Regions from separate parts of the Anas platyrhynchos genome. Here region 2 is linked to region 1. A link is a contact called in public Hi-C data. All regions are on one chromosome and are shown on one strand. The core of a region is the stretch at or near the end of the contact, and the rest is flanking DNA. Distances in the headings are between cores, read along the strand shown. Region 1 overlaps MAML3 (mastermind like transcriptional coactivator 3). Region 2 overlaps MAML3 (mastermind like transcriptional coactivator 3).

What was found. Hi-C and Micro-C count contacts between places; a contact is called where the count stands out from the background.
Region 2: a contact with region 1 is called in a Hi-C map of liver, with 1.6 times the contacts expected there. The contact joins two enhancer-like sites. A contact is called at or near these places in 3 of 8 Hi-C or Micro-C datasets (liver, small yellow follicle and subcutaneous adipose tissue).

Annotation. Positions count from the first base shown.
Region 1 is chr4:39,970,027-39,976,653 of IASCAAS_PekinDuck_T2T, reverse strand. The region is part of intron 2 of MAML3 (mastermind like transcriptional coactivator 3); the gene reads right to left. Among named protein-coding and RNA genes, the nearest start is that of MGST2, 100 kb to the left of the region's middle. Within about 2 kb of position 3,368, at least 4 of the 8 cell types and tissues checked have an H3K27ac peak or open chromatin away from gene starts, as enhancers often do. A contact at or near this core is called in small yellow follicle, where this site is marked.
Region 2 is chr4:40,048,383-40,055,009 of IASCAAS_PekinDuck_T2T, reverse strand. MAML3 (mastermind like transcriptional coactivator 3) reads right to left here. Exons shown (of 6, transcript XM_072036764.1): 4 at 532-777. Among named protein-coding and RNA genes, the nearest start is that of MGST2, 24 kb to the left of the region's middle. Within about 2 kb of position 2,354, at least 7 of the 8 cell types and tissues checked have an H3K27ac peak or open chromatin away from gene starts, as enhancers often do. A contact at or near this core is called in small yellow follicle, where this site is marked.

The DNA of each region.
Region 1 (6,627 bases), core at 2,119-4,618:
AATCATCAGCTTCTGCAGAATCTAGCCTTTAATTTGAACTAAACAAAACAGAAGAGAAAAAAAAAAAAAACAGCCCTTGCGATTGCACAGATAACTTTCCAAACACGACCTACTGGCATGCTGTGTTTCTGAGTCTGCAGGCAGGCTGCTCCTGTTGTTCCCAAGAAGCTGCACAGTGAAATCAATAAGACTCATTAATGATAATCAGTACCCTATGGGCAGCAGCAAAACTGACAAGAATCCTGCCAATTTTGTCCTTCTGCTGCTGCTTGGGGGGCTGTGATTGACAGGAAAGGCAGACGTCCCACTTGCCTGCTTGCATGCAGTACCGGGAGGAAGTTGCAGGCTGAGTCCTGCAGGAAGGGGCAGACGCAGCACCCCGCAAGGATCAGCTCTTGCTGCAGCCGGAAAAGAGCTTTGCACTCTCAGTATCCCCTATGTGTGGGTCACGGTTCTTCTCTTCCTTGTTTTAGATGATTTACCACCCTTCCTTAACACCACCAGCTTTCCTGCCTCCTGATGCCACCGAGCTCTGGGACACAGAGCAGCACAATCAACAAAGCAGCCGCGTGGACAGGGCCACTGCAGATGAAGTCCCATGGAAAGCTCCATTTCAGGAGGAAAAGGTTACCCAACTTTGGAGGTTCAGTCACCTGAAGGCATACGTTGCATACTTCTTACTTGCCTAAAATGTATTTTCCCCCTTTGATTTAAAATGATCCCTCAGAAAGGACTGACTGCTTTCCATCCTTGAGATCAGGCCCATGGAGATATGCAAAAAAAAAAAAAACCACAGCGAGGTTTAGAGCAGCAAGTATTTCCTCCTTCCCGTCCCCTTTGAACAAAATGTGCCGTGATAGCATAGCTATATGCTTACAGTACGAGTGAATCATTCCCAAGAATAAAATAGACTTTTCCAGAAGCTAGGCCTACACAACACAGAAAATTTCCCATTAATCAATATTATGGAAGAAAAATGTAATAAATTGATGTCCGTACATCCAGTGCCTGTAATCTGCTTAGATTAAAAACCCTGAACATCGTTATAACTCACACTTTCAAGGGAAATGGAAGGATCGACAGAGTCTACATTTGTCAGGAAAAAAAAAATAATGGGGAAAAAAATCCTGTAAGTGTTTCTCAAGCATAGTATCTGCTCATCAGGTGATGCACAGGGCGACACCGAGGTAAAGGAAATGGAGAAAATACCATTTCCTCCTTCATTTCCTCCAGAGAGGAGTCTGGAGCAAGGTTTCATCAGATTAGAAATCCAAACAAGTAGATGCAGACTAAACGCTAGGTCTGCCATTCCCAAACTCCCAGGGAAGGACCCTGCAGCGGGTGGGCAGCTCGGCCTCCACGGAGGAGCAGCAGGATGTGGAAAAGGAGCAAGGGACAACGGTGAGGAGAGGAGTGACAGCGGTGGCTGTCACCTCCACTCCTGGTTTCTAGGCCCTCAGGAGGCAAGTGCAGGTCCCTCAGCACAAGACAAGGTTGCTGGCCAAGGAGGGCGAATTTCAGGTTGTCAGTCACAGAAACAGTAGAAAAAAACAACACACAACCCCTACCTTTTCATTTCCAGAACAATTGATATACTAAGGCTGCCTCGCTTACACGTATCAAGGAGTCAGATTTTGAAAAATGCCAAGTATCAGATCTCTGAGCATCAGGCCTCTGAACATACAGGTACCCCAAAGCTGAAAGACGCTTTGGGAAATGCTTCCTGCTCCTGCCGGCTCACATCAATAGCTACTGCCTCGAAATCAGCAACGTTAGACTGGCATTTACTGTCACTAACCACACGGATCTACCACATAATGGTGCCCAGAAATGGCAGAGCAGTCAGCAGTTGCACTTTATTCCACAGCAGATATCTAATGGGGATGTTATTCTATGCCCGAGCATTAATAAACTCACAGCAGAAGCTGCTGACTACGTTTGTTTTCAGGCTTTAAGAAGCCTGAAGAATAGAGGCAAATTGGATGCTATTCATATCCTGCAAACAGCACTTTGCACAACACCCCGACAGCGGCCCAGGGAGCGGAATTGGGAGAGGCACACAGCGATCGAGGAGCTTCACTGGCACACAGGGAGGATTAGTTTTGTTTCAAACAGCTGAAACCGTGCCCGCTGTTGGTCATTTGGTCCCACGCTCGTGCTACACCGCAGTCATCTCCCTAAAATCCCTGCAACTCATGGCACAGCGTTTACAACACACTGGGAAGTGTACTAGGTTTACCTTAGAAAGCCTCAAAGTGATCTAGCTGAAAGTAGCGCGGGGCCTGTGAGAGCCCTGTCAGACATTTCAAACCACGAGACCCTGGTGTGAACTGCTCCGAGTAATGCAATTCTGGTAGGTGGCCATGGGAGCTTTGTAGGGACCCAGAGATCAACATCGAAATCAGATTACATGCTGCTGGGATGCTCTTTTTATATAGGAGACACCACCACATTACTTCTTTGCTTCTAAGTCTCCTCCCTCCCTCCTAGTATGTGGTGAAGCATATGGGTGTGTGAGAAAGTTCACTACACGTTTTAGATCCTTCCAAGTTACCTGATTTGCATCTGTTCAGCTGCACTTTTGCCTTGCATCTGTTCTGCACAAGGAGGTGTTGTAGGAAGTAGGAAACAAAACCCCAAACCAGGCAAAGATAATGCTCCTCTGGGCACTTTTGTACCAGCGGCCAGGCTGACAGTTCTTCTACCCGCGGAAATGCCAAGGTTTGCACTGTATGCGTGGTGGGTTTTCTGCTGTTCTCCCTCAGAAGCACGCACAGATCCTAGCAGCAGTAGTTGTCCAGATTGAAAGAAACAGTTCAAGACCCTCACTGTAAGCCTTTCCAATACAAGATTATTTGGTTTGCACTTTGGACAAGCAACACGCGGCGGCGAAGGCTGGGATCCACCAGGAGCCCGTTGTCTTGTGCCAGCCGTGACCACAACCCAGCTGGGAACGCCACGAAATTAGAGAAAACTTGAGCCGTGCTTTGTGGGCAGACCCTCTCATTTTGATTTCTTGGTCTTCCGGGACTTGGTCTTCATTCTGGCTTACAAAGCATCCCTGCTGGTGGGCCGACACAAGCAGAGCCAGTGGCAGAGGAGCCTGCTATTGTTTCAGTCAGAAAAGTCTCCTCCGAAGAATAATTGACAGGAGGGGAGAGGAAACCCCATGGAGCAAACGTACACACAGGCTGTGCTGCTGCTAGCTCTGCTTCTGTGGTTCGTGTTGATGTTTATTTCTGGGAGGTTTCAGAAATAACAGAAGCATTGCCCAGCACTCATTTTAAGAAAGCAGGGAAAGGGGAATGCTCTCTTCTGCTCTTGCGTGTCGCTTGCAAGGCCAGTCCAACGTGGGGTCTGATAAATGCACTGTAGTGACACGCAGCTCTTGACCTTTCATGTGCTGCTGCTTCCCGAGGTCCCTCTGGGTGTGTTTTGAAACCAGAACCTTGCTGTCACCGTGCCAGGGGCTGGGCAGAGAAAGCAACAGAAGTGACCTTCAGTTCGGACCTGGTATGCTTTTGGTCTGTGATGGAAAGACTTAATCCCTGCTGCGTACGGGAGGAAGGAGGCAGGCAGAACATCGCTCCCTCCAGAGCTTCCCTGCTCTTCCTTTCCACACACCTGCACTTCTCCAGGGAGCTGGAGGTCAGAGGGTCTCAGCGTGCCCATGGTCCCCTTGGCCACCCCTGCCACACCAAGCTCTGGGGTGCCAGCAGGAGCCGTGCAGTGAAACAGCAACATATTAAAGAGACAACAAATAGCATTAATACAGCTGTCCTTGAAGTAACAGACTTTGTTCTGGGACTAGGAGTAAGAAGATTTAATTTTCAGGACAAAAATTTAAAAAAATTAAAAAAAAAACCAAACACACACTATAGCTTTCTCACTTAAAATTAGCTCTTCTGCAGAGATGTTCTTTAAGGAACGGAGGGAATGGAGAGAGACCAACAGTAGGTAAAACTGCTCTACTTACTAAACCCTCTGCGCAATCTGCCTGAATAAGTCAGTATTTCTCAGTATCAGCCAAGCTCAATTCGTGGAGGAAAAGACCTTTGTGCAAACAGAATGGCATTTAGCAAAGAAATGCTCTGCCTTGCCATTTCCACAATGTCCTGAGCAAGGTATTAGGCAAAACATTTGTTCTGTGTAGCTATGTTAATCTCCAGTTCAACCCCTTCTCCTCCAAAAGCTTTGTGCCTCTGTGGAAGAGGTTTTCCTCTAAACAGCCCATGGAAAGACAAGACTCTCACTCTCTCTCTTCCCATCCAAACATTCACCCTCACTGGTTTGTTATTGTGACTCCTAACAATCAGATAGTTATGTAAGTCTTAATTGCGGTGAGAATTGTCTGGAGACTACTGCTCAGATCCCAGGGACAGAAAGCTTCTTTTTAATGTCTTAGATTAGGTTTAAAGAAACAGATAAATACACCAAAGTTGTTCTGGGCAAAATATTTGTTATACTTTCCCACATGATGCCACTTTGGCCCTGGCGTACCGTCAATAAAACAAAAAAGGAATTATAAAGGTCTTGGCTCTGTTTTTGTATTGCCTTAGAAGAGGTAAGCAGAGAATTAAAATGTCAATATTTGGCCCATAATTGATAAATTCAGCCCAGCAAATTCTTTCCTGTCCTGTGAGAAGCACCGTTTGAGCCAGCAGCCTGAAATCCCAGAGAAACCAAGGACGAGCGAGGTTTATTTGCTCGACTCACTGATAGCGGTGCTGCTTGAGAAAGTTTCTGGGAGCAGAGAGACACGCAGTGCTTGAGACGGCGAGGGGGCTTCTCGCCCTGCACCTCGGAAACGAGCACCTTCTGAGGGCAGGGCTGCCAGGCCATGTTAAACAAAGCCACGAGACACTGAGCATAGACACAACACCACCTCATGGTCTCGGATTATGTCACCCACCCCCAGCCATCGGCGCTGTTTATTGCTCTGGCAGTACGGCTGTTTTCTAGTGAGGTGCTGGAATGGCTTTCAGCACGGCCCTGCCTAAATTAAAAACGCTTTCAGTTATTATTTTATGCAGCCAGCGTCTCTCTCTGCTGGGATTGTGCAAATGCCACTTGTGTCGATTCCTGCTCATCAGGTGAGCAGTCTCAACAGAGTCCTTGCACCATGCTAATAGGGGAAATTTGTGCGAATCCCATGGGGGCAGGAAAACAGTTTACCTGAGATACATGAATTTATATTGTTACATTATAAAAGCTTTGCAGAAAGGAGCGTTTCTACCGGGTGTCAAGCTTCTGTACTGCATAATCTATCATCAAATCTCAAAGACATCTTGCCAATTATTTTATTTTCCTTTTAAAAACCAACGGGGAAAAAGAAAAGTGGATTTAACATTTACATTACTATTTGCAAAACTGAAAATAATGTGTTTTTTTTTTTTCCAGTAAGTTATGTCATATTTACTTTTAGTGTAACGTGCTGACAAATTAAATATTTTGCAGAAAACTTCTCCACTACCATTATTTAAAAAAAAAAAAAAAAAAAAAAAGACAGGTCCAAGCAACATAAAAAAAATCAAAATACCAGAAGAGCAAAGCAGACGCTGCTGCCTTTGCATTATGCTGCTTCTTTAAGGGCTCATTTCTCAGGTGCAGGCTGACCGTGGACCTGCAAACCCCTTTGACCACACACCACAGCTCCCGGTGGCCCAGTTGCTTGCAGCCTGCCTGCCCAGCACCCTGCGGCCTTGCCTGGCAATTTCCCTCTCACTGCCTCCACGCCACCCCAGCAGGAGAAATGCACAGGGGTCTGAATCGCATGTACCTTTTCAATGGCCTTGGCTAGACAACTTGCTAACTTACCAGTTTTATTTTTTCTGCTGTAATCCTCCAGCAGTTACCCAAGCACAAACACAGCAGCAGAAGTGGATCCGTATCGAAATCCTAACAGGAAATTTTGGGGTGTAACAGAAAAGTGAATTACGAGTTACAGGAGTAAAAAAGAAAACCCAACCAGTATCGGGCTACGCCTTCCTCCTGCCATTGATTCATTTCAGCTGGTGAGAAGTTACGAGCTGGGAACCGCACGGCTGCTATCACTGCTGGTGTGTCAGAGGATCCGTCTCCAGTTTCACCGAACCCGTTTCAACTCCTGCTGCTGTTACAAAAGCATCATAAAAATAGCAGCAAAACTGTGCTTTTTGAAGCAAGCAGCGCAGAAAAATATCCCTCACAAAAGCAAAGTTTGCAGCATGCTGTAATTAAGCTCACATCCTGACAGTGGGAGCATGAAGTTTTGTTCTAAATATAGCAGAAGCCTCTCCGATGTACAGCCCCCTTTTTAATGCAAGATTTACAAAATTAGTCATTATGTGCCAGCAGCCTCCTAGGAATTCTTGAAAAAATATTGGGGGTTTTAATGTCGGGAGCTTTACAGCAGGGATTGAAGGCAATCTCTAGTGTCAGGAAACAAATTATTTGGGTTTGCTGCTACCTACACAGCCCTTGCAGGAGGGCAGGCACTACACAAGGGCAGAACTGACGGTGTGAGCAGACAGAAGAGCACACTGAGCATCAAGGGCAGACAAATCCCTTGGCTTTTCCCTGAGCATCGATCTCTCCTCCCAGCTTTCAGGAGCTGTTTCACATGGCATTTTCCCTGTAGCTAGCAAC
Region 2 (6,627 bases), core at 1,105-3,604, 79 kb before region 1:
CTCACTCTGCATTTGTTCACCCCTGGACCAATTCATGCATCTTCTACCTGAGTATTTCTAGGAGCATCCTTCCTGTTCACTGGGGGAGAATTCTTCTCTTTCTCATACGGACCATGCAACAAGGGGAAGGCTATCAGTACTTCTACGGCTATACAACATGTGCAAGTTCTAACTCCACTTAATGCAGAGCCCAATTACAGGGGAGAGCAGCAGCAACTCTCACCGTACCAGTCTGCTTCTGCCAGACTAAATGCATCATGAGATAGCAGGTTAAGAGCTAACTTTCCCAGTGTCTAAAACCCCATGCAATTGTCATGTCCACAGCTAGGAAAAGGTGTAGTATTTGCCAAGGTCATGGCAGGACTGAGGCAGATGCCTCTTCTTTGATAACCACTGCTGAAAAAAACATGATGTAAGCCACAGAGAGAGAATTTCTGACTGTAAAAGGAAGGGCTGGTGTTGTACTGCCTGTAGTGCCCATGCTGCCATACCAGCACGTGCTGCAGAGCTCGAGACAAACAGATGTTGTACCTGCTCTGCTAGGATCTGCTGCTGCTGCTGCTGCCTCTGCTCTCGGAGAAACTGTTGTTTCTGCTGCTCCATCACATGGAGCTGGGCTCTCTGCTCAATCAGCATCTGCTTCATGATGGCTGCTTGCGGTTGGTTTCCCAGGAAGGGACCCCCAGAGCTCGTGCCTGTGACCACGCTGCTGGAGCCCGGTGGGACGGAAGGCTGCATAGGTGCTGTGGTCCGAGACAATCCCACTTGGTGCTGCTCCTGCACAAACAGAGAGAGAGCCTGGTTACTGAGGGCGCTCGCGGGCTGGGGAAATCATGGTTGGTTAACAATATGCCTCAAGTCTGTGGGCGAGGACTGGAGCTGGAAGAAAGTAAGAGTCCTTGCTTGTGCCTCACGCTGTCTGCTGCAGGTGGCAGGTTCCTCGGCTCTCACGTCGTAACCCGGAGTTCAGAGGCCCCCCAGATAAAGCAAGAGCACTTGACAATTCACTAATAATAAGATACCAGAATTGGGTACTAGGTTTATTCTCACTCAGGCTAAGTAACCCGAGAGAGATGTTTTTCCAAAGTTTTCCTCTGTCATCATGGGGATAATAAACCTCGTTTCTCTCCCTTCCCACTTCCTTCCCTTTCCCCACACCAGCATTATCAAGCAGGCCTCTGTGTTCAGGAGCTGAGGCTGTAGGCAGGCACAGTGAAGAGCCCTAATTCCCCCTATATTGCACCAGAAGCTCAGGATTTACGCACACAACGTCTTTATTTATGATTTTCACCCCACAGCTAAGGACCAAAAGCTCGTCACTGGGAGGACACAAGCATCTGTGATGCCACGGGTACCTTCTCCTACCCCCCCTGCTTTCTCTTTGTGCTCCCAATGCAACTTGCTGTCTTTTAGTGCTGGGAAAAGAAAAAGAGATGGGAGCAAGGATGCCAGAGTCTCTGCAGAAGCCCTCTCCTTTGGATCTTCCTCCCCCAGCCCGCGTTTCCCCCGCATCTCCCCATGCTGCCCGGCTCGGCACAGCTCAGATCAGCACCAGGGGACGCTGCCAGACCGGGGCAGCACGGCTCGGCTCGGCTCAGGGTCACAAAGGTCAGGTTTTCAAGGACCCTTTTGAGGTAATAACAAGAAAATACAATTTGTCCACATCTCTACTTTGCACTGGTAGTTCCCGAAGGGCTCCCCGCTGAGAGGCAGCTCTCCGGTACTCGGCTGCTTTCCCTTCCCAATGTACACGTCCCCCTGGTCTGAAAGTTTCCTCCCCACCCCAACAGCCTTCCCACATCCCCCCCTTTCCTTCCTCACACCACACTTTGTGGGCTCGTGGCCTGACGCTCCCCTCACTGCCCTCACCCTGCCACCGTCCCCATCCCGTGGGGCCCGGGGGGACACACAGCACCCTTCTGAGGATCCCTCCTACCCCGTCCCCCCGGCTCCTGATGAAGTCATCAGGCCGGGGATTGCATAAGGCTGCACAGGGCTATCTCGTGTGATACTGGGAGACCAGCCAACTGCTTCCATTTATAGGCAGCAGCGAGGCCGCGCTGCCAAGTCACGGAGCCTTTGCTGCAGCTACTGCAAGGGAAAGGAACCGGGGGGGGAACGGCAGCCGGAGGTGGCACCCGCAGGGGCTCCCCCAACCCTCTGTGCGCAGCTGCTGCCGGGGCTGCAGCCCCAAACCTGGCTGAATCTGCCTCAAAAGAGCCTTGCTGCAGGACTCGATGATCTTGAGGTCTCTTCCAACCTAGAAATTCTGTGACTTGTGTCCTGGCTCGCTGCGTGTGCACACGGAAGCAGCGCAGGCACGAACCCGTCCCGCAGTGCCGCAGCTCGGTCCCGCAGGGCGTTACGCTGCAAGCTGCGGGGTTGGGAAGGGAAGAAAGCCCCGAAGGAAGCCCCGCCAGCTGACACGAACCCGTGCGGCAGCTGGAGGAAACACGAAGATTAGCACGGGGGTGTCACTTCCAGAGCGGTGTGCTCAGCCGTTCCTGGGTACGGGAGTTTGCCTATTCACAGCAAAAGCTTCCTGTTTCCAGCTTTAATAACAGATCTAAGGCCAGGCGTTCTTCATCAAGCCAGAACACCACCCTCCCGCCCGGAATATTTCTGCTCCTTTCCATTATTTTTGGCCAAAGCTCTTCCCAAACAATGATGAAAGGCCCCGCTGACATCACCAGGAGCAGCCCTGGGTTGTGTATCCCGAAAACAGGAGTGCAGCCCGGGCAGAAAGCCCCTGCCAGCAGGAAAATGCTCCCTGGTGTCCAGGAGCAGAGCTCCTCACCTGCTGCTGTGTGGCAGCTGTGCCTGGGTCCAAACCCAGCAGGACCCCCATGCTCCCCACAGTCTCGGCGACCCCCTTCCAATGCAGCCCAGGGACAGGATCGAGTGCCCTGCACCTGGGAGTAAGGCCGGATTTAGGCAGAGTCGAGCTTCCATTCGTGGAGCCAAGAAAGAGGCAGAATTTCCAAATGGTCTGTGTGACACGTCTGGGCAGGTTTTCGTAGCTGTAGAGCACCCAGTAAGGCAAACTTCTGTAGGGACCTAGCTGCTTCATCAGCGCCTCTGCCCACGGTATTTCTAAGGATCTGCTGCAGTGAAGGGTCCTCCTCGGAGTTCAGGGTGGTGTGTGTACAGTTACGCACACCAAACACAAGTGACTTCAAAAAGAGGACAAAGGGGAAGGAAAAAAGGTATTTTCCTCTTTGTCTCAAATCTTACACGTGCCTGCTCCTCCCTCAGATGTTGTCAACTCACACCACTTCTGCTGGAGGCCCAGGGATCAGAGTGGGACCCCAGGGACCAGAAACCATCAGGGGTGGGTATGCCACCTCAAGGGACAAGGTGTTTTCCAAAAAAACAAGGACTTTAAAGCAGCATCTTAACGTGCAAAACAGACAGTCGAACATGAGCTTCGCTGTGCCGTTCTGTGGTATGATGTGAAGTAATGCAACCCCTGAATATACAGAGAGCAGAAGAGCAAACAGAAGCCAGGAGGTGGCTTATCCTGCATACTGCATTAGAAGAACGATGCTAGAAAAAATGTGTACAGTCAGGCACCTACATTTCAGAGCCAGAGCAGAAAAAGAAGACACAAAAATGATTTGAGGCAGAAAGCGTCTTCCAGTGAGAGACTTAAAGAGCTCAATCATTTAGCTTACCTCAAAGAAAGCTGAGAGACGCTTTGACCATGGCATATAAAAATACCTTCACGAGGGAAGAAATCCTTTAAAGAGTTCTTTTATCTAGTGAAGAAGGCAAAACCAGATACAAGGGCTGGAAGCCAAAGACAGATTCAAATCAGAAAGAAGAATCACATTTTTACGCCGTGATTTCATTACCCACCAGAAATGGCAGATCTCCACTTTCTGATGTCTTCAGAGACGACAGCCTTTCTGGATAAACGCAACTTAGTGGTGCAGCCGACCGGCCTGTGATGTACGAGACAGCGCAGCGCTGCCTGCCCTCACCTCTGCGCAGCTCCGAGCTGCTGCTCCCTGGCACCAGAGGCAGCTGGCACTGCTGCACCGCGCTGCTGCCTCTCTGGCAGTCACTGCCCCTTCCTCATGGGGATCTCGTCACAGCTTGTGCATGTGTATATCTACATGTAGATCACAGAAGCACAGAATTGATAAGGTTGGAAGAGACCTCCAAGCTCAGCTGGCCCAACCATCCTCCTACCACCCTCCGATCACCCACTAACCCATGTCCCCAAGCACCATGTCCAACCTTTCCTTGAACACCCACAGGGACGGTGACTCCACCGCCTCCCTGAGCAACCTGTCCCAGTGCCTGACTGCTCTTTCTGAGCAGAAATGTCTCCTCATTGCCAACCTGAACATCCCCTGGCACAACTCGAGGCCATTCCCTCTGGTCCTGTCACTAGTTACCTGCGAGGAGAGGCCGCCCCCCAGCTCCCCACAGCTTCCTTTCAGGCAGTTGCAGAGAGCAGTGAGGTCTCCCCTGAGCCTCCTCTTCTCCAGACCAAACACCCCCAGCTCCCTCAGCCACTCCTCACAGGCCTTGTGCTACAGGCCCTTCACCAGCTTTGTAGCCCCGCTCTGGGCACGCTCCAGGGACTTGGTGTCCTTCTGGTAGTGAGGGGCCCAAAACTGAACACAGCACTCAAGGTGTAAAAAAAGGAGGGAACCAGTCTATTACCGGGATCAAAAGTATTACTGCATTTCCATGGACAATGAAACATAATCTCATGGGGTGTTTTCAGAGTGACATAAACGCGCCCTCCTATTTTCCCCTAAAAACATTTCTCGTAAACTCCTTGTAATGTTGCTACTTATTGTGTCCGGCAGGGATCTTAATCCCTCTTTCTAAATCTGGCTGCCCACAGCAAAGCCGCCTTCAGCAGCATGGTCCCATCTGACTGAATTACAAATCCATTCACTTCAGACTTCTTTTTTTTTTTTTTTTTTTTTTTTGCCTCGAACGAGCCCGTGTACAGGGTGAAGGGACAGCTAGGCTGTTTTACGACTCCGCAGCCCCCAGTGGGCTTTGCAGGGTGGATTGCTTCACCTATTTCCTCTGTCATCCAGTCCGGGGAGCAGCTACAAATCTCTCCTCTCTCTGGGCCCCCGGTTGCCATGGTCTTTCATATAGTATCTGAGCGAACAAGATCCCTCTGACGTTTGACGCTAAACCTCTGCATGCAGCCAATTTGTTCTCCTCTGCCCTCCCTTCCCCTGCATCTCTCCTCCCCATCTTTTCGCTGCAGTTTACTCTTCCCGCAGAACAAACACTGTCTGTCAGGCTGCTACTTCTGGGGTTGTGTGGGTTCATCAGAGGGACTGATTTCTTTACTTCTGGGTACAAAGTACATAAGAAAGGATTTGGAAATGAGCGAGTGTTTTCTCGACACCATTTCGGAGCTAAAGTCTGCCCGGAGTTGATCTCAGTGCACAGGGCCGAGCGTCTCGTCACTCCACCACCACGGTTTGGTAGCACTGACTTCTGCCCCAGCAGGGCATCTGCAGCCTGCAAATCCTGGTAGGACTCAGAAATGCTACCGAGCTTCAACCAGATTAATTAAAACAGGCTCGTTTCCTCTTTTACAAGTAACAGCCCCGGTGCTTTCTCTCCTTTGCAGGGGAGATTGCTCCCGCTTTCCAGTTTTGTTTTTGGGGGCGAGGCCCTCCAGAGGCACTGCCATGTCCCCGGGGCACCAGAGGCGATCCCTCAGCACGTTTACCAGGCCTTCAGGAGGTGCCCTGGCGGCAGCACCGGGTGAGGGCCGAGCTGGCAGAGACACCAGGCCCTGAGGCCGGTGCCTGCTGGAAATGGCAGTGCCAAAGGCTGCAGCTTTAACCAGTGCCCCCTGCGAGTCCATAGGGCAGAGGAAGGGAGGAAAGCTGATGTGAGGTGCGAGGATGATCACGGCGAGAGAGCCCCTGAGAAGGGGGAGAGAAGAAAAGCGGAAGATGAAAGCAGGCAAATGGTTTAAATAAACAGCCACACGGGGCCAGTGAAAAGGGGAACGGAGGGGAAAGGACACAATAAAAATAAAGGCTGTGAGAGAAAGAGAAACTTCTACCACGTAGAGGGAAAAACTGGGGGCCTGGGGAAAGCACAGGTACCAGGAAAAGATGCTCCAGCAGCAAACACCCAAATATTACCAGGCTGTCCCTTTCCCTCTGATGGCCTGGGCCCTGGGCCCGCACCACGGCTGTCTGACCGACATCTCCTGCGGATGGCTGCAGAGGAGAGGTTTGTGTGTTTTTTTTTTTTTTTTTTTTTTTTTTTCCCCCACTCTCAGTGAAATTTTTGTTCAATTTCCCCTTGGGTGTTTTGTTTGAGGATAAACAAAAGGTATTTTTCGCGCTTAAGGACGTTTCTCAGATCCTTTCCCCTGTGCTGTGATAAATGAAATCCCTTTCATTTTTAGAAAAACCAAACTTGGCACTTGTGTTGATCCTCGGCGAGAAGCGTGTAATTTGCCAAGCCCGAAAGAATCCTGGCTGAGAAATAAACACACTGGGCCATATGCTCTCCTTCCCGTATGCAGAAGGCGACTTACCTCAAAAATCGCTACGAGGCTGCAATTGCCCCGTATCGCTGCTTCTGCCAAGGCAACACAAAAAATCCTCAGAAAAATTCAGCTCA